Regions from separate parts of the Sus scrofa genome. Here region 1 is linked to region 2. Evidence: chromatin contacts called from public HiChIP or PLAC-seq data. All regions are on one chromosome and are shown on one strand. Each heading gives the region's core, a stretch centred on a gene start, on an enhancer-like site or on the middle of the called end of the contact. The rest is flanking DNA. Distances are from core to core; before and after follow the strand shown. Region 1 overlaps MGAT5 (alpha-1,6-mannosylglycoprotein 6-beta-N-acetylglucosaminyltransferase A). Region 2 overlaps MGAT5 (alpha-1,6-mannosylglycoprotein 6-beta-N-acetylglucosaminyltransferase A).

Region 1 (5,264 bases), core at 252-2,751, 110 kb before region 2:
CATATGCCACAGTGTGGCCCTAAAAAGACAAAAGACCAAAAAAACCCAAAAAAGCAAAAAAACCAAAAAAACCCCCCCAAAACCCCAAAAAACTAAGGACTTACATTTTAGTAATAAATACCTACATGTTTATTTATTTATTTTTTAATAAGTGAACCTATATTAGAGGTTCATGCTTACTTTTTGCTAATGAGATGTGTGGCCAAAATAGTTGTGGAGGCAACTGGTTTGGGAGGTTAGACAGGTCACATGACATCTTTGGGAGTGCTGACATCTTTGGGAGTGCTGACATCTTTAGGAGTGATGTCACATGGGAGAACAAGTCACATGGTTCACTAACAGAAGCCTTGGGTGTCTTGTGTCTCTGCCACTGTAGCCTGGTTGACCAATAAGGGTATTTTCCAGAAAAGGCATAAGGTTTTCCTGGAGGGACAGGCTCTCTGCATTACCAGTTATGCACTGTTGATGACCTTTTAAACTTGATCACAAACCATTTGCGGAATATTCCTAGTAGGACCTAAATACTCATCAATAACAGCTGTTTCTTGAATCCATCCCCAACCCCAACATAGTTTTTGTTTTTTTTTTTTAAGTTGGACCCCCCCTTTTTTACTTCCTGGATATTCGTTAATGTTCTCCCCTTATCCCCCAAGAGATTGTGATCTAGGGAAGTTTTTTTTTAGGAACTTGGGATCATGTTTTCCTGAATCTTGAAATTTGAGCTGAAAGTTAAGTTAAAAGCTAAGGAGTTGGGGCAGGAAAAAGAACTTGGTCTTGAGCCAGGGTGGTCTCACTTCCAATTCTGACTGCCTTTATGAGCTGTGTGCCTCTGGGCAAGTTGCTTAACCTCTCGGACAGCTATTTTCATGTAAATATTGCAGAGGTGATTTTCTACCTGATAAGGTAATGGGGGAAATTAAAGGAGTTAATGACACGTGTGGAAGCCCTCTTCTACTTGCCAGGACTCAGTAAATGCACGTTTTTTCTCCTCCCTGACACCCCCACTCCACCCCCAGTTTTCTCATCTGCTCCCCTGCCTCTTGTACCTTCCCACCCTGATGGAGGAAACAGATAAGAACAAAGCTGAAAAATGGCTGAGACTTCCTGTTGGGCTGGTTTAAAGGTACCTATGACAGTGCCGATCTTCGCCTTGCCAACTCTCCTGGGTTTCTTTCTTCTGTTTTAAGGAGAGTTTGGGGCATCCTAAGTTCTGTTAAGGTGTTTGGTTAATGTTGAAACAACTTATTAATTATGAGTCTCTCCCGCCCCCTGAAATGCCCTCAGGAGGAGCAGAAAACAAAATAATGCCACCCCTCCCCCACTTTGGAGACAGCGTCAAAGGAAAGGAGTTCTGAGAGCATTTCAAATCGAAACGTTTGAGGAGGGTTGTTTTAAGAGCTGTTTTGTAGTTATGGAATGAGAACTTTATTTGGAAATGATGTTGTCACCGATTGTGACATTACAGAGGCCAGGCTTCCTGTTCCTCTCTTCCTGGGCTGGTTTTCTTTCCCTTCTGAGTACTGGCCCTGCTTCCTGGTCAGCCTGCATGCTGGGTTTGACCATGCCCTTCTCTCCTGCATTTAATCAGAGCGTTGTGTGCTTCATAAATGGACTAAGTTTTATTTGTATTTTTTTATGGCCACACCCACAGCTTATGGAAGTTCCCGAGCTAGGAAACCAGGAATCCAACCTACGTGCCTCTGCACGACCTGAGCCGAAACAGATGGATTCTTAATGTTGGAAATTACAATAACTCTGGCTCGGGTGGTCAGTGTCGGAAAGTGAAACATGTGGACAAGGAGAAATCTCGACATGTCTTTACTTCCGCAGAAAGGCGCTGGCACTCCAAAAAGTGTGCACACCAAACAAAGGACCGTTCCCTATTTATCCCTGACGCAGGTGATTTACCTGTCCCCTTCCCATTGGTCAGGTCAGGGCGCACATTCTTCCCGGTTGGCTAATTTGAAATGAATTGTTACTGGGAAAAGAGGTAAGGAGGAAGGGGGTCACAGGGTTGATTAAGTGGAAGCCAGAGCCTGAACAAAATGGAGTAACCAAAGATTTCCTTTGATAGAAAAGACATTATGTTACTTTCCACATTAACTCTCTGCACCATAGCGGGAACTTTTTTTTTTTTTTTTTAAATGAATTTTGTCAGAAAACTGTGGTTTGACAAACTATTTGTCAAAAAAATTTTCTGGTGGAATAAGTTTTAAAACCCATTCTTTAGAAAACCATGGCTATGGGGAGTTCTCTTGGGGTGCAGCAGGTAAAGGATCCGGCATTGTCACTGCAGCAGCTTGGGTCACTGCTGTGGCACAGGTTGGATGCCTGGCCAAAAAAAAAAAAAAAAAAAAAGCTATGGCTCTGAAGAAAAAAGGCTTTTGAATTACTTAGCTCAGTCTGTTGCTAGGATACATGGGTGTGGTGGTCCCTCCCCACCCCAGTTAAAAATAACTACCTTTTGGGAGTTCCCGTCGTGGCGCAGTGGTTAGCGAATCCGACTAGGAACCATGAGGTTTCGGGTTCGGTCCCTGCCCTTGCTCAGTGGGTTAACGATCCGGCATTGCCCTGAGCTGTGGTGTAGGTTGCGGACGCGGCTCGGATTCCGGTTGCTGTGGCTCTGGCATAGGCCGGAGACTACAGCTCCAATTAGACCCCTAGCCTGGGAACCTCCATATGCCGCGGGAGCGGCCCAAGAAATAGCAAAAAAAACCCCTCAAAAAACAAAAAAACACTACCTTTTAATTGGGTTGTGACGATCATTGTACAACCATAAATGTAATAAATTCATTGAGTAATATATATATATATATATAACAAAATACTAAAAATAAATAACCTCCGCTTAAGAAAAACAGAAAACGAAAAGCTACCTTTTGGAGTTCCCGTCATGGCTCAGCAGAAACGAATCTGACTAGCATCCATGAGGACGCAGGTTCAATCCCTGGCCTTGCTGGGTAGGCATCCAGTGTTGCGTGAGCTGTGGTGAAGGTCGCAGATACAGTTTGGATCCTGGTTACTGTGGCTGTGTCTTAGGCCAGGTACTACAGCTCCAATTGGACCCCTAGCCTGGGAACCTCCATATGCTGTGGATTTGGCCCTAAAAAAAAAAAAAAAAACCAAAAAACCCCAAAAAACCTACCTTTTAATTCATAACTGGAATTCAAACACAGTTGTTAATGTATTTGGGGCTCTCTTTTCCTCTTTTTTTTTTCTTCTGAGAGAGTGATTTTTCTAACATCAGGCTCTGTTGTGAAGGTCCTGATGCTTTTTTTTTTTTTTTTTTTTTTTTTTCTGTGTTAGTAAGATGGATAGTAGTACAGTATGGATGTGAGCATTAGGACTAATTCCCAAAGAGAGCTGTTCAATACCTGGTACATGCTCTGTTAAATTCAGATTAAAGAAAAAAAAAGTGTTCCGGTTCTATGCAGGCAGCACAGCACTGCAGGAAAAAGAACCTATTGATTAAACACTTAGAAAGTTTCCCAAAACCTCCTTTCAAATCCCACGATATTGGCACTCATGTGATAGATGTCTTGAGGCAGATAAAACAGTTGAGTCTTTTTAGTTGAGGGAATAGGCATCCTTTCATATGAAGTGGTACTTGAAAAATATTGTGATTAAAATATACAGTGTAGTTAGCTTTTAGGAAATGTACATTTTTCATGTCTGGAAGGAGCCTTACAGAGTTACTTGAAAAAGGGAACAGCCACTACTGGAAATTAGCACGTGACAGGGTTGAAGTTGTTTGTTTTTTTCTTTCCTTTCTGTCTAAGATCTTGCACTTAGTACGCCTGATGTTGGGATAGGTCCTAGAGCTCTATTCTCTAATAGCACCCTCTCCTCCTCCTTCTGTACCTGGGAATCTGTGGTCTTGAATGGGGAAAAAAAAAATTCCACCTTTATGTACAATGAATTCTAACTGAAGTTTGGCATTTGCTTTTGTTGTGAACCAAGGCAGCAAACCAAACCAGTGTGAGAAGTATGTCCGTTTTGTCACCAAAAACTTCACATCATGTTACAGTTGTGGTGGATTTCTCCACATGTTATTTAAACACGTCACTACTTCAAAATGATGCTAGAGCCCAGAGCTACTCTTAGATCTTGTTACTTGTTGTAGTCATAAGAAACACTCATATCACCATATCACAATTTTAATTCAATCTTAGTCTGATCTGTTTGGTTTGAAATGTTTTGTGTTTTATTTGATGCATTTAAAAATAATAATGCCATGTGCAGAAACATGGATTGGACCGAGAAACTATCATATTAAGTGAAGTTAGACAGTGAAAGACAAACATCATATGATAGTACCTATATATGTGGAATCTAAAAAAAGGATACAAATGAACTTATTTGTAGAACAGAAACAGACTTAATGACTTGAAAAGCTTACTTTAACAAAGGGGACAGGTGGGTTGCGGAGGGATGGACTGGGGGTTTGGGATTGGCATAGGCACACTGAGGTATGTGGAATGATTGGCCATGAGGGACCTGCTGTATAGCACAGAGAACTCTACCCAATATTTTGTGATCATTTATGTGGGAAGAGAATCTGAAAGAGAATGGATGTGTATACATGTATAATTGAATCACTCTGTTGTACAGCAGAAATTATCACAACCTTGTAAATCAACTATATGTCAATAAAACTAAAAATAAATAAATACAAACCTTAAAAAAATTATTTGAAGGAGAAGTCCAGGGGTGTCACTGATGACTGCTGGTATCCATGGCATACAAAAGGTTAAGGTCCTTCTCTTTGTCTGCAATTAAGTTTTATCCTAAAAGACTCAGACTAACAGAGTGGCTCTCAACCCTGGCTGCCCAGTTAGAATTTCCCAGGAACTTCAAGATTCCTGGTTTCCAGGCAAGGCATGAGACTAATTAAATTAGAATTTCTGGGGTTGGGACTTAGTGTTTACAGGTGATCCCAGTGTATGGCTGTGGTTGAAAACCATTGGTCCATGTGTTCTGATAAACCAGCCTATTTCCCTCTTCCCCTCCTTTCTTTCAATAAGAACTTGAGTTTCATGCTAGGAAATTCATACTGCACAGAGAATACAGCTCTCGCCTTTCTAGAGATGAATATTGCTGGCAATCTTGGTGCATAAACATAAACACGCACATTTACACCTCTACCTACAATGGGATTATATTATCCATATTCTGCCATATGGACACACTATTAAGTTCTTTCACTTTTGTCATAGAAAGCTTTCAGAACCAATTTCTGAGCTAAGTTGGACCTTGAGATTAAA
Region 2 (5,047 bases), core at 892-3,391:
TCACCAGAGGAAGGGGGAGTAGAATACAGGTGTCCTGTAGAACCTTCAGGCAGCCTTCCCTATCCTTCCTCACATACTGGCTTGTCCATTTTCCTGTCTTGTGGATGAGACACCACGTTTCCTCACCTGCCCAAGATCGAAGTCCAGCAGTCGTCTGAGACTCCTCCCTGCCATTCCCTCCACTTCATCATTGTTCACTGTCCTGCTGATTTGACCTCTTCAGGTTTCTACCCACCATGACGGCCACCCTGTCGAGGCCTTGATCTGACTCCATCCTCACCCGGAATGGCATGGGCCTCCTTCCCCACTGGGCTCCTAGGCTCCAGCTGTATCCTCTTCAACCCTCTACCCTGCAGCCAAGATCAAATATGGCGGTCCCTCCACTCTTCAAAATCTCCAGTGATTTACACTGAATGGGGTTCTCATTGAACAGGGGAGGTTTTCCAGAAACATCTGTGGACTCTTTTCAAAGTATTTAGGTGTAAGTCCCATCCTGGACTCATAAGTAGAAAGGGGGCACTTGCAATGGGGTTTGACTTGTGTATTATGAAAAATATCCCCAAACAGGAAGAAACTCCGTAAGTAACACTTTAAAAGGCAACTTTTTATTTTGAAATAATTATTTAACAGGAAGTTGCAGAAAGACTATTCACAGTTTTGTGGACCCAACTTCCCCTTATGGTGTCATCTTATGTGTTCTAGAATAATATCAAAACCTAGAAATTGACTACAGACCTAAGTAATGCTTTTTAATGCCCATTTCTCTTGTCAGGTTAGAATGTCACACTTCCTGTTACGTGGATTCTTGGATTATTTCTTGACTTCATGTGGAGATATTTGAGAATGGCATGGCCATTCCCGAGTCTGTGAGTGTTGAGGAAGTGGTGGTAGTATTTGTCGTAGGTGAGTGTCTATAGGATTTTGATAGCTACTGCTTGTTTCCCCTTGCAAAGTGGATTATACCCCACAGAGCTTGCCAAGAATAAATTTGAGCTGTGTAATTTTATCCAGTGACCTAAGGTCAAACTTTCTTATGTAAAAAGTCAGAACTGCCGTAACAGGTTTCATGCTAGTACAACGGTGGCCGTTTATTCTTATATCTAAGATACAGTTAGCTTAAAATGATGTCCGTGTGAATTGTTTCCCAGGCATGCATAAATCTTGCTTTGTTTTATCTTGTTTAGATTGTAAAACATAAGGGCCCAGGGCTTGTTTTTTTTTTTTTTTGGTCTTGTTTTGGTTGTAATTTTAACTACAGCATCTACAGGGGACTGGCTCTATGCTGTGAATCATAAAGTAGAGTTTTGCTCTGAGAGATGGCATGTTACTCGGGGTTGTAATGAATTCAGGGGAACGGATTTCAGACTTTGAGGTGCTGACCTAGGAAATTCTTTGAAGCGTGATGTTTACCAACACTGGGAGTCGGGCTTGCTGCTTTCCTCATCAAAACTGGACGGGCTAGAAAAATCCTTTGTGTCAGTTGTGGTGACATTTTGCTGACACTTGCCTCCACTTTCTGTGTCTCACACAGCTTTGCTTGCATCTTTTGAGAAAGGGGACTTGGGGGGCGGTAAGAAAACCACTGTCTGATTCAGAATAAAACTAGGTCAGGAAGGCTGGTTGTATTTTTTTAAATCAGACAGTAGCAGGAGATCCCCCAGCTGACCGTGGAGGCCTGACAGGAGACCTGGGGATCGTTCAGAAACAGCCATCACTCATTAAGGGCCAGGCCCTTGGCAAACTGAAACCCTGGAAGGTAGAAAGTATCACAGATCAAGAAGCTGGATCTCCATTTGCATTGCTTCCCAAAGGGAGGGGCTCATGGCCAATTCATGTCAGTGCTAGATTTGAACCCAGATCTTATTGCCACACCAGATTGCCTCGCCGTCCACGCAAAACACTCTGGATTCAGCTCCGACGCTCTTGAGTAATTCCCAAGCAGGCATCTGCGAGAGGCTGCAAAGACTGACTTCTTTCACGGCTGAGAGCCTGCCTTCTGAGTGGAGAATTCAGAACACACTGGATGCCATGTCCCTTGATGCTGGGTAATCACCTCATTAGGGCAAGAGGGAGCTTTTGTGGGTCCGAGGAGAGAAGGAAGCAGCTGAAAGTCACTCATCTGATTCATTCTTTGTGTTACTCAAGCTTTCTGTCAGTGAAGTGGTGAAGCAGTTACTAGGGGCTGAGAAGGAAGCTCTGATGGATGGTCAAGGCCTTGGGTTTTTAGATTCCCAGAGCAGTGATGCCTGGGCTTTACCACACCAGCGAGCTTCTCTCTTGACCAAGGAGCCACGAGGACTTTTCCCAACAAATATCAAGTACTTTATTTGCAGGATTTGAATCCCTTCCTTCAAGGAGTTTGAATCTTAACAGGGAGCAACCCATGAAGCTAGAATGTGTATATGTATCAGGAATTCCAGGTTGATGGGAGTGCCTGCATAGGGGACAGTGGTGTGGCTCTGACCTTCTTCTAGGGAGACCAACCATCCCACTTTGCCTTGGTTTCCCAGGACAGGGGACTTCAATGCCAATACCAAGAGAGATGTGGTCACCCCACCTTGAGTAGTCTTTGTGGTCCTGGGCAGGTCTGTTAGCTTTTCTAGATCCCGGGTTCTGCATCTGTCTTTCTAGATGACTTTTGACTTCCCTTCTATGTTCTTAGGCTTGGCAATTAGGTGTGGCTAATCCACAAACTTGTATTGGGTAGAGCATGTGAGCGAGAAGCTAGAGCTCTGAAGCCTTCGATAGTGATGATCAGAAATCAGTATTTGATTGAGAGCAATAGTGGCTACTGTTTAGAAAGTCAAGAATGGCTCTGTAATTAGGATAAAGTAACAGACACCTGTAATCAGGTAGCCTGAGCAGGTGAGCAAGACTGTAAATGCCTTTGAACTTGAGTCACCCAGAACATTTTTTCTAAAGGGAAATCTGTGCAGACATTGATAGAGAGATTTGTCCCGGGACTCTGGGTTTCTGGCTTCTCTGGAAAGATTGGAACATCTGACCATCCCTAGAATGTCTTCGCTCAGCTTTTCCAAGTTTGGAGCTGCAAAGTGGCTGCCACCTCTAGATGGGTCTGTGGTTCCTCATGGCCCCCTTCCTCCTTCATCTTCCACCTTCTCCCCTCAGACTTGTTTTACTTCTATTTTCCTCTTTGCTCACTTTGATTATCTGTCTGGTAAGGTGGACACTTGAGCTCAGTCATGCTTAGAATTTGGGGATATGCTTAAAATTACACTGGTTTCCTGGCCTTACCCAGATCAGTTGAATTATCATCTTGCGGAGGTGGGTGGGCTGGCATTTGTCATTAAAAAGTCTCCCCAGTTGGATTTTTTTTTTTTTTAAGGGCCACAAGTGCGGCATATGGAAGTTCCCAGACTAGGCCTACGCCACAGCCACAGCCACGCTAGATCTGAGCCACATCAGCAACCTACACCATAGCTCATGGCAACACTGGATCTTTCACCTGCTGAGCAAGGCCAGGGATTGAACCAGCATCCTCATGGATACTAGTTGGGTTTATTTCCACTGAGCCACAATAGGAACTCCTCCGCAGGTGGATTTTAATGCATAATGATGGTTGAGAATCAAGGCTTTAGCTGATCCTGGGGTAGGTTTTGGTGGAGAGAAGCACCGTGGGGTAGAGGAAATGAGGTACCAGTTTACCTTTTCTCATTGGATGGAGTTATCACAGTGTGAGCTCAATGTGAACTGATCTCACGGGAAAAAAAAATCAGGGAACTTTTTGAAAGCAAATATCCCAGTGGCTTATTCATGGCACGTTTCACTAAGGTATTAATAAACTCCCCCCAGATCCTACTGCACTACTGCAGGCATTTAAATCATTGTAATAATGACCATAGTATTTTACACAGAGTGATTATAAAAGTATTTTTTAATGGTCTTATAAATCCAGTGGTCATGAGAGGCAAGTGACATGAATTTAGTGTATTGGAGGCGAGGGATAAAATGGAGGGGACACAGTTAAACTTCGGTGGTTTTCTGTTTTGCATAATGGCTTCATCCATCTATCATCCCCTGACTGTAAATCCATTTCTGTCATCTGCTGCCCACCTACCCCTCCCTCTCCTGCCAGGGATGCCTTCTAGGCTTTGAGAGTGATTGTCCTGAATTATCAAAACATCTGGTAAATAAAAATCCGCTCTCATTTGAATCTTAAAATAGAAGGGACTTTGACACTTCCACTTCCTTTGAAGGGCAGACAAAACCAAGGTATTGAGATGAGATGTTGAAGGACTCATTCAAGACTCTGTCCCTAGTCTAGAACTCTGAGCCTATTGGTCCCTTCTCCGGTTCAGAGCTGTTCTCCCCAGGTCCCCAAGACTGCAGAGAGACTGAGTCTCTTGCATGCTGTGGACTCTTCCTTAGGCTTGCTGCTTGCCTGAAGAAGCTTTGTTTTATTCACCCTTTATCCCCTAGTTGGAGCTTAAAAAATGAGGGAAAAAATGGAATTCCCATTGTCACGCACCGGAAACGAATCCGACCTGGTATCCATGAGGATGTAGGTTTGATCTCTGGCCTCGCTCAGTGGGTTGGGGATCTGGCTTTGCCATGAACTGTGGTGTAGGTCAAAGACACGGCTCGGATCCTCTGTTGCTGTGGTGTAGGCTGGCAGCTGCAGCTCCAATTTGACTCCTAGCCTGAGAACCACTATATGCCATGGGCGTAGCCCTAAAAAGACCAAAAAAAAAGGAGGGGGGGGATGAAGAGAAGAGACTCATGGGGCCCTGGGAGGTGCCCGGGCCTGCTGTCATGCCCAGTATAGAGCCCCAAGATAGTGTTCTGTTCAGCTGTGTGTGGGTGGTGGGGCTTGTCTGTAAGGGCAGGATAATCTCTTGGACCTTTGGTGTCTTTTTCTCGGCTGCCCCATTGTATATGGAGTTCCTGGGCCAACGATCAGATCCGAGCCATAGTCATGACTAAGCTGCCGCAATGCTGGTTCCCCAACATTACCCCACTGGGCCTAGGATTGAACCCGTGCCCCAGCACTCCCAAGACACCACTGATCCTGTAGTGCCACAGTGGA

Evidence for each region. HiChIP or PLAC-seq counts read pairs in DNA pulled down with a chosen protein or histone mark.
Region 1: an H3K27ac HiChIP or PLAC-seq map of alveolar macrophages shows a contact between it and region 2. The contact joins two enhancer-like sites. A contact is called at or near these places in 2 of 47 Hi-C or Micro-C datasets (blood and brain) and 1 of 2 datasets of contacts at active chromatin or transcription factors (alveolar macrophages).

What each region holds. Positions count from the first base shown.
Region 1 is chr15:17,890,023-17,895,286 of Sscrofa11.1, reverse strand. All of the region lies in intron 1 of MGAT5 (alpha-1,6-mannosylglycoprotein 6-beta-N-acetylglucosaminyltransferase A), which reads left to right. It also overlaps the pseudogene LOC100152750. Among named protein-coding and RNA genes, the nearest start is that of MGAT5, 27 kb to the left of the region's middle. Within about 2 kb of position 1,501, at least 22 of the 83 cell types and tissues checked have an H3K27ac peak or open chromatin away from gene starts, as enhancers often do. A contact at or near this core is called in alveolar macrophages, where this site is marked.
Region 2 is chr15:17,782,240-17,787,286 of Sscrofa11.1, reverse strand. The region is part of intron 1 of MGAT5 (alpha-1,6-mannosylglycoprotein 6-beta-N-acetylglucosaminyltransferase A); the gene reads left to right. Among named protein-coding and RNA genes, the nearest start is that of MGAT5, 130 kb to the left of the region's middle. Within about 2 kb of position 2,141, at least 6 of the 83 cell types and tissues checked have an H3K27ac peak or open chromatin away from gene starts, as enhancers often do. A contact at or near this core is called in alveolar macrophages, where this site is marked.